Linked DNA regions of Sus scrofa: regions 1 and 3 are each linked to region 2. The links are chromatin contacts, called in public HiChIP or PLAC-seq maps. All regions are on one chromosome and are shown on one strand. The core of a region is the stretch at or near the end of the contact, and the rest is flanking DNA. Distances in the headings are between cores, read along the strand shown. Region 1 overlaps RAD51B (DNA repair protein RAD51 homolog 2). Region 2 overlaps RAD51B (DNA repair protein RAD51 homolog 2). Region 3 overlaps RAD51B (DNA repair protein RAD51 homolog 2).

What was found. HiChIP or PLAC-seq counts read pairs in DNA pulled down with a chosen protein or histone mark.
Region 1: a contact with region 2 is called in an H3K27ac HiChIP or PLAC-seq map of alveolar macrophages. The contact joins two enhancer-like sites. A contact is called at or near these places in 1 of 47 Hi-C or Micro-C datasets (skeletal muscle) and 1 of 2 datasets of contacts at active chromatin or transcription factors (alveolar macrophages).
Region 3: an H3K27ac HiChIP or PLAC-seq map of alveolar macrophages shows a contact between it and region 2. The contact joins two enhancer-like sites. A contact is called at or near these places in 1 of 47 Hi-C or Micro-C datasets (embryonic fibroblasts) and 1 of 2 datasets of contacts at active chromatin or transcription factors (alveolar macrophages).

Annotation. Positions count from the first base shown.
Region 1 is chr7:91,944,073-91,948,129 of Sscrofa11.1, forward strand. All of the region lies in intron 8 of RAD51B (DNA repair protein RAD51 homolog 2), which reads left to right. Among named protein-coding and RNA genes, the nearest start is that of RAD51B, 350 kb to the left of the region's middle. Within about 2 kb of position 2,424, at least 42 of the 83 cell types and tissues checked have an H3K27ac peak or open chromatin away from gene starts, as enhancers often do. A contact at or near this core is called in alveolar macrophages, where this site is marked.
Region 2 is chr7:92,168,282-92,172,510 of Sscrofa11.1, forward strand. All of the region lies in intron 11 of RAD51B (DNA repair protein RAD51 homolog 2), which reads left to right. Among named protein-coding and RNA genes, the nearest start is that of ZFP36L1, 330 kb to the right of the region's middle. Within about 2 kb of position 2,475, at least 12 of the 83 cell types and tissues checked have an H3K27ac peak or open chromatin away from gene starts, as enhancers often do. A contact at or near this core is called in alveolar macrophages, where this site is marked.
Region 3 is chr7:91,920,920-91,925,522 of Sscrofa11.1, forward strand. The region is part of intron 8 of RAD51B (DNA repair protein RAD51 homolog 2); the gene reads left to right. Among named protein-coding and RNA genes, the nearest start is that of RAD51B, 330 kb to the left of the region's middle. Within about 2 kb of position 2,287, at least 38 of the 83 cell types and tissues checked have an H3K27ac peak or open chromatin away from gene starts, as enhancers often do. A contact at or near this core is called in alveolar macrophages, where this site is marked.

The DNA of each region.
Region 1 (4,057 bases), core at 1,174-3,673, 220 kb before region 2:
AAGCCTGTGCTTGCCTACAGGAATCACCTGCACCTGGAATGAGAGTCCCACCAGCACTGCCTACAACAAAGGTCACAAGAGTTCCCAAACCATGGTATTTCTACCAAAAGAAAGGGAGATTCAAAGGCAGCAGATGTCCACTACAGATCTGTGCAGGGGAGGAAAAGATTCAGGCTTACAGCCCAAGAAATGAACAGCCATGCAGGGGTTTCTGCGTCTTAGGATGTGCCCTGCAGATGCTTGTCCCAGCTCAGGAGTGCTCAGCTGTAATTGTCACGTCCTTTTGTCTCCAGCGTACTTTTAGAATTTAAACCAGTCATTAGCAAGGGGCATCACTGGTCATTGTAGTTGCCTGGAGCAACATGAATTTTAAAAAATTCTTTGTGATAAAAATCACCATCATCACTGTCGTCATCCCTTCTGGAAGGCCAAAATTAAGGCCAGTTATTAGAAGTAAACTGTCACAAGAACCTCCCGGTTAAGCGATTGTCTCACTTTTGAGTTGTGTCAATCCACAGGATTTGAGTCTTTGCGGGCTTTGATGAGAGTAACTCACTTCAAAAGGATCAGCAAGACAGAGATTTCTATTTCCATAGGCTGAGGGATTTCTAACAAGAAGCCATATTGTGGATAGTAGATTATAATAACAAAGGGGATTTTAAAATGCGGATGACACATTGACTTGGAATGTTTTCTCATCTGTATTTACTTACTCCTAAGTATGTTCCTTCGTGCGCTTTTTCTCAAGTGGATGGCCAGCTGTGGGCCACCTTTTTCTGCTCTCATGGCTCTATGCCCGCTTTCTTTCTTTCCTGAACCACTCTGCCTTCCTTCATCTAGTCTTGTGTTTTCTCTCTAAATCTTCTTTTCTCTTAACTCTATTTCATCTCTCCTTTCTTTTCCCTATTTGGTCTTACAGTTCATAGCTTTTTTTTTTTTTTTTTAAATGAAGTATAGTTGATTTACAGTGTTGTGTTCATTTCTGCTGTACAGCAGAGCTATTCAGTTACACACACACACACACACACACACACATTCTTTTAAAAATTCTTTTCCATTTCATAACTTCTATTCCTTTTCCTGAAATTCCTTTCTTTTCGCCTCCTCTAAATCAATGTTCTAGTGCCCTACTCCCAAGCTTCTTATCACTTCACGGTTAATCCCTAATGTGTTTACTGATCTGTGGGCCAAAAGGCAAAATCCCCAGGGCTCTCTCTCCATGCCAGCACGGTGAAAAGCAGCAGCTAGCATTGCTCAACAAATGCCTTGTGAACCATGACTCAAGGGATGAGAACTCTTTTGTCAGTGAAAGTTTACATGTATATGTCTGCATGTATAGCTAAGATGTATGACCGCATTCAGGCAGTTAGTTTGCTGAATGGGCAGACACTTGGAGTTTTCATTTTTCTGATAGGGAAGAGAATTAAACACCTTCGCCTAAATTTCTTTCTTAAGTTAATGGACGAGGTCCTGAGAAGTTACGTAAGGAAACCAGATGATATTAAAGAGAGAAACGGGGACAGGAGACCAGCAAGCAGTCAGGCATTAGTACATCCTGATCCTGCTGACACATTTTCGACAGCAGACACAAAGAACCTATTATGGGTGCGGTGATAGAACAGAAAGCAGAAGCAGGAAAGAGATGGCAATAAATGGGAATAAAATCCAAGCGATTGCTGTGTTTGACTGAAAGAAAGAAGAAAGAGGGAAGGGCGTACCAAACGTGGAAGGGCAAGAGAATGGAAGTAGAGACATACCAGTGGAGACAGATCAGAGATTCGAGACGCTTTTCTTGCCTCAATAAAACATTACACATTAAACAGCAAACAGGGAACATGTATTTATCCTACTCAGCCTCAGTGTCTGCAGGACTTTAAGGAATAAAAGCCCGACACTGTTAGAGTAGCATCTTTAAAAAAATGTCACTTCAGGAATCCAGTCCCCTATAAAAGATTTGGGAGAATGTGAGTCGCCCAAGTGAGAAGCAGTGGCAAGTGATACACATCTTAAGGAAAAGTGATTTCAAGTGGTATTGAGGGCTTCCCAGCTGTCAAAAAAAGAAGAGCAATAGGGTCCCATCCACCTTGCGTGCCGGGAAAGAGCAGACCCACCTAATGTTTGTCTAGTCCTGGGCCAGATGCTTTACATACCCTTCTAATTATAAGCCTCTCTGTACATAAAAGTGAAGCCAAGGGGCTGAGAATGCTACCCATTGGGAAGAAAAAGCAGAGGGAATTTGCGGAGCCAGTTCCTAAGGCTCAGGGGGAAATAACTTTGGTTTTGTCAAGTCAGAGCGAGCAGCCAAAGGCAGCAGCCATAGGAGCCTGTCTGAGGTAAATCACCCGGCGAGGTCTGTTCTGTCTTTATTGCAAGGTCAGGGACCATAGCCAGGCGGCCACATGGCTTCAACCGTGGAAATCCCCTAACTTTCCAACGGCTGCAGCCCCACAGCTCCGAGGTTTTACTCACAGAATGGCTCTCTTCCAGCTTTCAAATCTTTCCAAGTTGATTAATCATGTTCTTCTTCTGACTCATTCAGGCCTCTAGAAAATAGCTCTAGGTCCTGGAGGAGCCGTGCAGATCAAAGAGGTCAGATAAATTGGCCTGATGTTGGCCTATAGGAAAACCTAGAAGATACTGCCAAGAGCATTTAAGTATCTGTCCTCAGATGCCAGCATGCGGGCTATGGCCCTAGGCCATCAGCTCATTCATGTATTTGAAATAGGGTGGGGGGGGTGGGGGGTTCACTTGTGTTAGGAAATGGGGCTGTGAGTGGGAATTTTGATTTTTTTAATGTAAGGTTAAGTATTGTAGGCCTCTTAGTAGACAGCTTATTTTTCTATTTATTTAGATGGACTAAAGGTCAGAATAGAACCCTCTGGTGACAACGGCACCCACTCATACAGGGCTGTTATTTGTCAGGCACCATACTGGTTGTTGCCCTAAGAGACCACATTCACAGACTGAGAGGTCAGTTCTGGTTGTCTAAGCCAAGACCACTTACATTGATGACATTATTTTGTCTGGCTGATATTCCTTCTCATGAAGTTTATTTTAGAAGAAATGTTTAGTTTTAGATTCATGACGCACTTAGCTATCCTGGAAAGTCCACTTCTCTTGCTTTGGGGATGCGTTTAGTCATTCAGCTCACGGACACTTACTGCTAATTACCAGGACCTGAGTGTTCCCGTCTTTGGGAAGAAGACATCACCTCTGACGGCAGTTCAGCGTTGTGTTAGTGCTTTGTGATTGGCATGAGCGAAATACTTGGGAAAGCATGGGAGCGACAGCAAATGTTTCTGCAAAGGAAACACTGGAGTGGAAACTTCAAGAATAGGTAGAACTTTCTCAGATGGACAGAAGTGGGAGGAGCATCACCAATGGAGGGAATGGCTTGTGGGAAAGGGAACAACAGCATGCTTAGGTAGAAGACGTTTTAAAAATGGAGTTGTGGCAAAAGATGAGCTCAAGTGTGTTAAGTTGGGCTAAGAGTCTGGTGGACCTTGTGGAGCATACTAAGGCCTTCCCCTGTAAGCACGTCTGAAGTTGTAAGAAAGAATAACCTCATTTGATTGTGTTTTCAGGAAGCGAATTCTGAGGGTCGTGTGGGGTGGGAGAAAAGGGTCACAAAAAGGGACCAGCTGGAAAGTGGGAGTAGGAGGAGCAAAGGTGAGGGGCAGACTTGAGAGGCACCTTGGAAGTCAAATGGGCGGACAGTGACTGCTTGGATACAGATGTGGGTGTTTAGACGATGCCCCAGATTAGGGACTCAGAAAAAGCATGACGCTGTCGATGAGAAATTAGGAGGAAGACCAGCCTCGGGGAGTGACGAGGTTCCTTTGTGACATGCTGAGTTCAAATTAAGGTGCCAGTGAGAGGTGAGTACTTGGAGATGATTAGAAATGAAGCTGAAGAGGAAGGGGGCCAAGGACAGTAGAGAGTGTATTCTGTGTAGATTGTAGGTCAGGAATCTGTTCGTGCTATGTAGATTTTTAGGAATCTCTCCCTGGGTGTTTGGCAACCATATTGGTTGTTTCTGTGGCAGAACACACTTTGG
Region 2 (4,229 bases), core at 1,225-3,724:
CCCACTGCCCAGGAAACTGCCAGCCCAGCACCGTGGCTCAACATTCAGTCTCTGTAATGGAGCTTTTGCCTGGAGTGGCAGGAAAGAGCAATCCAAACAGGCTACCCTGGGTTTGCCGGGGGGGAGGGGGGCAGGGCTGTTCGTGAACGTGGGAATGATCCCTAGGTGCCTTTTATCCCCTTGGCAAGCCCCAGGATTCCTACCGGCCCGCTAGCCAGGAGGTTTTATAATACCTGACGAGAGCTCCTGAGTACAGAAGCAGAGGGAGCAAATAAAAGGTGAGGCCAGACTTCGATTTACCGGCTCCACAGGCCATTCCCCTCACCAGTGCTCAAGGATTAGGATGCTGAGAACAGCCGGCAACTGGGGGCCTCGTACCCTTCCTGCCCCTTTGTTCGCTGGGATGGGAGGGACAATAAAACGGCAGGCTGGAGAGACAGAGGGGCCTGGTTAGAGATTTCTCAGGCTGCTTTTTGAAACACTTGAAGGAGCCAGTCCGTGCTATTGTTGTAGTAAAATAGAAAGCGGAACTATTCTCCTTTGGAAAAAAAAAAGAGAGAGAGAGAGAGAGGGAGAGAGAGAGAAAAAGAAGAAAAAGAAAAAGAAAGGAAGCCCATTCTCCCAGCATCTTCAGGAGGCCGCCTGGCTCAGGCTGTTACCATGGTGATACAAGGCTGTTTACATCTTCTTTGTCTGTCTCCAACTGGTCCCAGATCCTGGCCTCTCCTGGTTGAACCCAAGCCTCTGGAAGTACTTGGGCCCCAGCCCCTGGAAATATTTGGGTCCCAACAGAGAAGGATCTCACAGCCCCCAGCTTCCTGATGGTTCGGTCTCAGAGGGGCCAGGTCCCAGCAGAGGGAGAGGTCAACTATTTTGTGCAACCGAAGTGGGGAAGGTGGAGGGGTGTCGGAGAAGCTCCCATTCATCCATTTTTCCTTTTGTTCTCAGAGTTCACCATGAAATCCCAGTGCTGACTGAGTGGGAAAGCTTAGAGGGTTGACCAGCCCAGAGGGAGGCTAAGTGGTGGCGAGACCTAGCAGAGGGGGAAAGCAGGACTTGGCTCTGGGAACGGGCTTTCATGGACTGGGTCCTCAGAAGCAAAGGGAGCAGGTACCGTGAGCTCCAACTTGAGCCACATCTGTTCTGGTGCTATCCTTTGCTTCCCCAGCACGCACATGTTGTGCCACCCAGAACACAGCTGGGGCCCCTGGGCCTCTGCGTCAGGGCCAAGAATAAAGATTCTATACCTGAAAGCAGCCAGGCTATTGTTGATGCTGCAGGCAGCCCAGGGAAAACCCAGGGCCTGGCTTTCCCGGAGCCATCCTGGCTTTCATGGGACTCCTGGCAGTAAAGGTCTGGGGACTTGGTGAAGAAGCAGGTATTCTAGGATGCTTTGGCCTGGGAAAAGGCAGCCGTGGACTCGGCAGGCTTCTCCTTGTTCACACTTCCTTTGCCCTGTACTCTTCCTCAGGAAACTAGGAAGCCTTTCAAGAACAAAAACCAAGTTGTTTTCACCGTGGCAGAAGACAATGGACTAGTTTCTCAACAGGACAGAATTGTTTGCTTTTATATAAATATATATATATATATATTTTAAATCAGGACCAGGTAAGGCAGGTTGAATCTGGATTCTGATGCTGTTCTCTACTAGTTTAGGGGTTTTTAAATATTGTTTAAATGAAGGAATAGTTGATTTACAATGTTCTGGCAATTTCATCTGTACAGCAAATTGACCCGGTCATACATATATATACATTCCTTTTCTCGTATTATCTTCTATCATGTTCTATCACAAGTGATTGGATATAGTTCCCTGTGCTATATAGCAGGATCTCATTGCTTATTCATTCTATGAGCAGAATAAACTTGGGGATAGGGCTGGGAACCCCAGGACACCCTGAGATAGGTCTGGAGAAGATTCTGGAAACAAAGCTAGTTTTCTCTTTTCCAACCACCTACTATAGGGACTCAGAAGAAACCAGAAAGCAAAGAAACAGTGATTTTTTTTTTTAAGAGCTAAAAAAGCTATGTGCCTTATCTTTCTTGTAAAATCAAGAATGGTTGTTTGATCACATGCTTTTGAAGCATGTTGTCACAAAGTTGGGTTGGGTTCTTCCACCCCATTTTCTTCATCATGAGCCAGCTGGTGATTCATTGAAAACTTCTTTTCCCTCAAATACCACCATCTGAGTTCATCTGATTTCAGTTAGAATCAGGAGCCCCTGTTTCTGCCTGGTGGACTCAAAGTGACCAGCAGATTCTCCATCTGTTTCCACCCAGGTATGGAGGCGTCTGCTTGGTCAGTATCATCCACGCACCAGGCACAGCCTGGCAGGTTTGTGGGGCCTGGCCAGAGAGTCCTGGGAGTCTGTGCAGCAGAATGTCTCACTCCCACACGCCACAGAGAGGGGGCAGAGGGGGCCTGTCACCCTGTCCTGTGCTGCTTCGGCCTGCTTCTCAGTGAGGCACTTCCCCAGGAAGAGGGGGCAGGACTGCCAGTTGCAGAGGCTCTTCTTCTCGTTCAGCATTCGCTTGCCTGTCCCTCCTTCCATGACATCGGCCCACACGGGCCCCCTGCTTTGTCACTCCTCTGACTCTCGCTGTTAGCCTCAGAGAGAGTTTGTTTCCAGTGTGGGAAATATATTTTAACTACGGAACAGTACAGAAAATAATACAGCAAAATCCATGAGTCTAACACACAGAATTAACACATTAACATCTTGATATTTGTTTCAAATTTTTAAAATTGAAGTATGATTGATTTACAATGTTGCGTTAGTTTCACATATACTGAAAAATGATTTAGGGCATATGTGTATATATATATAAATTATATATAAGAGTTCTCTTGTGGTACAGTGGGTTAAGGACCTGGTATTATCCCTGCAGTGGCTCAGGTCTGTGCTAAAGGTTCGATCCGTGGCTCAGGAATTTGCATATGCTGCTGGTGTGGCCAAAGAAAAGGTGTATATATATATATGTATATATATGTGTGTGTGTATATATATATACTTTTTATATTCTTTGCATATTAATATATATACTTTTCATATTGGCATATATGTACTTTGCATGTTCTTTTCCACCATAGGTAATCACAAGATATTGAATATAGTTCCCTGTGCTATATAGTAGGTCCTTGCTGTTTATCTCTTTCATATATAGCAAGCAGTATGTATATGTTAATCCCAAACTCCTAATTTCAGATTTTTTTTTTAATTACAGGAATAAAACTTGCCAAAATTCAAAATTCCGTCGCACCTCATCCTACTCCCTCCTCTCTCACCCCTATGCTCCTCCACAAACACCAAAAGCCCCCCAGGGTTTGATACATATCCCTACCCGATTCTGAAAAACTTTCCCACATATATGTGAACCCAAACATCATATTTGTTAGGAGCGCATCCTGGACGTGCATAAATGGCTTATTGTTCACATCATTCCGCAACTGGCTTTTTCCCCTTCGCATCGTGTTTTTGCAGCATATCCGTGTCGATACACGTAGATCATGTTCTTTTATTTTATCCATTGCATGAATATACCACATGTCACCCATTCCCTTACTGGAGGAAATTTTGATTATTTGTTAACTCAGTGAATCTGGTTGCACTCGTTTCTCGGTGTGCAGGTGTGAGGGTTTCTCCAGTCTATATCAAAAAGTAGAATGGGGATGCATATGTTTCTCTTTACTCTGTATTCCCAAATTGCTCTCCAAAGAGGTTTGCCAATTTACACTTCTACTGGAGGTAGTGGACCAATTCCTGTGTAGCCGTGTATAATTATAAGTTTATTGTCATGTTTCCATGGGCAATCTTCTTATGTATTCATCATGGATCCCTTTTGTGCCTCTGCCATTGGGATGCAAGCTGCCTATAGCATCTAGGAGGATCTTCTGCACAATGCATGTGCTTTGTGCCTATGCTTCCATGATTAACTGACAAAAATTACTTCACTCCTCCTAAAGTTAACTATATACCCTTCCCGGAAAGGGATGTTTTTGTTCCATTCATCATCCTTATTTTCAGGTGAGGGAGCTGAGTTCCAGAAAGGTGAAGTGATGTTCCCTGCTTCAAAATTGTATTTGTAGCCCTTTCCAAGCCCTCAGCCTGGGCTCCTAAGATTTTATAAAGTCAGAAATGAGTTTGAGCCCCCTCATCTTCCATCACGGCAGTCCGTGACGACTTACCTCTCAGGCTTCACAAGCCTCTGTTGGGAGACTCTAGGCCCAT
Region 3 (4,603 bases), core at 1,037-3,536, 250 kb before region 2:
GAGACATGCTGTCTTTTTAGAGAGAAGTCCAAACCAAATCTTTGCCCACTTTGAAAGCCAAAATATTCTCCTCATTCCTTTCAGCCACAGAAAGGGCTGAGCTTTCGCTAATGGGATCCATGTCTTCATGACCTGTTGATGCATCAACCTGTTTTCTTACATGGCATGTAAGCCATAAAGGGTTTAATTTTAGTTGTTTTTCTTCACAGAGTCATGGAGTGTTAAAAGTGCTAGAAGCCAGAAAGGATCTTTGAGGTCAACTGTTTTCAGCCTCTCACTTTCTAGATGAAAACACCAGGGCTCAGAGAGGTGAAATAATGTATCCGTGGCCCCACAGCTGGAACATCGCAGAGCTTGAACTCAGGCCAGTGGACCCTCCTCCCAGGTCTGCAGCTGCACCATACATCACAGCATCTCTATTCAACAGCAAAACCTCTCTGGGGTTATACATTATATTCAAGATGTTGTGTGGGAAATCTGCGTGGTAACAAGCTGTTCTCTCTTAGAGCTGTACCAGGGCTCAGCAGCAGTTTGGTAGCCAGCACTCACAAAGCAAACCCTGTGAGCATCTGAACATGAAATCTTTTCTGAGTGGAATGGAATCAGTGGAGATCTCTGATCGGCTTGTCTTGAGGTGAAGTTCTGATTTGCTGAGAGGTTGAAAATGTTCTCTAGGTGGTAGTGCTCCATGGAAGCCCTTTCTTCTCTCATGATGGGGGCTCCAGTGTGCAGAATCTGATGGACTGGGAGGATTTTCTGTCCCTTCCCATCGTAAGACTCAAAGGCATTAGATTCAAAATAGTATTTCTTTCTCCTTTCTTCCAAGAGCAAACACGTCTGCTCTAGTATGCTCATGTCTGATACTTAGGAACGTATGGGAGCCTGCTTCCATTTTATCTGATTTTAGTCAACGAATATTTACGGCACACTGTGTGAGTCAGGCACCATGCTAGGTGCTGTGAGGTGCACAGGGCACTGGAGAACTGCTGGTCGTCCTTCCTGAGCTCAGGGGAGTGGCCGAGTGTGCAGCAACCGCTGCTGACCATCTCTGAGTGGTCTCTGATGGGTGGCCTCTCTGGTTTCCAGGGTCTTGTGTTTTCAGAGCTTCACTGGTTCTCCCTCAGGGCAAGTGGTCCCTCCCCTGAAGATTCCCTTCAAAAACGCAAGGTTTTCCAAGCGCACCGAAACAGGTTTTTCTGTCTCCTTCATTTCATTGCTCTTCAGCATTTGAAAGAACTGAAGTGAGGACAAGGAGAGAGATGATTTCGGTCTGAAAAAATGTGAGAGTCTCCTTTAAATCTACCGTGGAGAAAATGACGGAAAAATACTCAATACCCTCAGGGCTCCCCTGCCCTTTGAATACTCCTGCTGTAACTACTACCATCGTGTTAGAAGATGCTTGCTGTGTGTTTAGGCTTCAAAGAAAGGAATTATCCTGAGAACTTTTAGTAATGACTCTTTTATTGTAACCTTGGTTTTCTTCCTCCTGCTAATCTTTTAAAATGGGTATTGCAGGAAGCTGCTTGCCAGGCTATAATACAGCTCCAGGGAATGTAGCACATGATCTTTCTCCTTATTTGGCAGTGAAATTTCATCAGGCTGTATTCATCTGAGTGAAACACACTCTAGGAATATCTTTAGTTCTATAGCGGGGAAAAGTTGAGACCAGGTAACAATGGAGCCACAGTGGTTTATTTGTCCTTCCTGAAGCGGATAAAAAGTGATCCAGTATCTGTGTTGCCTTATCAAGGACACCAGGGCCCGAGGGTGAGCACTGCCGCAAACACAGTCTTGTCCGGGGGTGTTTTGCTTTAAAGATATTAGGGATGATAACTCAGCATAGTGTATGTTGACGCGAAGCCCTGGGCTTGCTCGCTCGGATGACTAGGCCTTGGGCTAGTTAAGGGTGGTGGGGTGATGCTTAGGTGTGTCTTGGTTGCAGTTGGTTAAGACTGGGTGGACTGTGGTAGCAGTCCTGACGGCTGTAGTGTCATAGAAAACAAATCAAGACAAAATAAAACAAAACAAGACAAGACAAACAAACAATAAAACCCTCCTGAACATGAAGCAGCTCCCTACCTGTAACAGACAATAATCTCCACCTCACAGAGTTTGTGTGAGGGCAAAATGAGAAAATATTCAGGCAAGTGCTTTGTAACCTCCACAGCACTCTGCAGAAGCAAGCAGATGTGCTTGTAATCGTTATCACAATGACGTGGACTGAGTAATTCCCCAGATATTTATGCTAAGGTCCGTCAGAAAAGAGTAGGCAGGTCACTTGACCAAACAGGATTCTGCATGGCCCAGAAACTCCCAGTTTGAGTCACAGAGTGAAATGAAAGGCCATGGGAAGTGTGCTCCATTTAAAATATTGTTTCATTTTCATATTCTATTCTTTACCAACAAACTCTTTCCAGTGACTTTCACTTTCAAGTTCTCAAACTTGTTCCGTGTCAGTAATGTTCCCACACTTGAAAATTTGCATCGTCTTCCTCGATCTTGCCTCTGAGAAGCCTGTGTATCTGACTAATGCACTGTGGTCAGAATGAAAGCATTGCTCAGGGTGCATTTCCTAGGTAGGAATGTCTAACATCAACAAGTGGCCCAGCCCAGAACATTCTCTTTGGCCCTTTCTCCTGCCCTCCTCAGCCAATGCCAAGCTCTGATTTGTTTGCATATAGGGCTGCTTCCATTTTTAGTCTAGGGGCCTGACTGCCTGTGTGCAGGACGTTTTCCATGTTTAGAGCCCGCACGAGTGCCTGGCTACCTGCTTTCTTCTCTAAGTGGGAGTGTTAAAACAAGGCAGTAAACTCTTCTATGACAAGACTATTGAGGGGCCAAGGTGTTCTGGCTCAATCTCAGGAACCATCATCTTGAAAAAGTGCATGTGTCTCTCTGTCATCTTCCAGCATCCTTCTCATAAATCCTAGAAAATATTTAGCCCAGAAGAAAAGCCATGCACGTAGGGTTATGCTTTGCCTAGTGTCTAAGCTGGTGTTAGGCCTCTTAGTATCTAAGGGGAAGCAGGATGAGGGGTGTCTTTTGGGGCCCAAGAGATAGAACTAAGGTCATGGGGGGAAGCTACGCAGAGACTGATTTTGAGTTAATAATGTGAAGACTTGTTGTTGTTGCCGCCTTTTTTTAATGGCCACACCTGTGGCATATGGAAGTTCCCAGGCTAGGGGTTGAATTGGAGCTGCAGCTGCCAGCCTATGGCAAAGCCACAGCCACTAGGGATCTGAGCCATGTCTGCGACGTACAGATCCCTAGTGGCTAGCTCAAGGCAACACTGGATCCTTAACCCACTGAGTAGAGCCAGGAATTGAACCCTGCATCCTCATGGATACTAGTTTGGTTCATTACCACTGAGCCATCAGAACTCTAAACATTGTTCTCATAGTGCTGTCCAAAGTTGCCTCAAGAGTCTGTGAGTTTCCATTACTGGGGTTATTTAAAAGTAAGCTAGACAACCAGTGAGGGTATATTGTAGAGAGGATTTATGTTATTGGACTAGGTAACTTTTATTTTTCAAACTGTTTTGGAGTTTTTAACCATGAAAGTACTGCATGTGTTTTAAAACAAAATAACCCAGGGCTATACAAAGAATGAGTTAATAATCCTTTTTCTTTCTCTTCTCTCTGATCATATTGCCTTTTTTCTATACCCTTTCTCCACTGAAACCAATCTTTGGAGAAGAGAGAAAAAAGAACATCTCAAATCCTATCTCTGTACTACTTTACCCAACCTAAATATGGTAGATGTGTCTTTAAGAGGTCAAAAAGAAAATAAGATAGTAGGAGAGTGCCTAGCAGTCTCAAGTGAGTCAAGGGCCTTAGGCCAGAGCTAATTATATTATAGAGCATAGAGTAGATACGGGCTTAATCAAGAACTTGGGAAGTATGTGTGCTACGATCTGATCCATCCTCTGATATATATATATATATATATATGAGAGAGAGAGAGAGAGAGAGAGAAAGAGAGAGAGAGAGAATAGAATAGAATATATATCAGAGAATGGATCAGATCGGAGCAGAGCTGTGGAAAGTCACCTAAAGAGAGCGATGGGTCTCTAGGCCCAAGACTGGCATAAACATAAGTAAAGCACCAATGGGTCAGAAAGGGAGCCAGTCCACATCAGAAGCAGCCAAAGCGAGCCCTGGTTGTGCCCTGTCCCCTGTAATTGTCTACAGGAACGGGAGCCTTCAAAGTTTCAGTTCCACTGGCAAGAGCCTTCCTCTGTGGGAAATTCAGTTCAACATTCGAGTCTTGTAGAAAACTCCTCTTTCTGACACCTCACAATTACCCTTTGCTTCTGTGGGCAGAGCTCTCTGAAAGGGAAAAATGCTCTAGCATCTAGTGTTATGAGTATCTAGAGTGTGATAGATACATCACTATTGTAAATCAGTAAATTGGCATTCTGGTTTGCCACACCAGTTCATTATGAACTTGGGTGAGGCAACACACGAGATTTAAGCCGAGACAACGCTTGAGATACTGACGGTGTCAAGTTTCTGGGCCTACAAGACTGGAACTGGACCCGACCTGTATGGTTCATAGAGTCTTAGGGTGCCATTTAGGACAAAAGGAAGATAATATGCGTTTG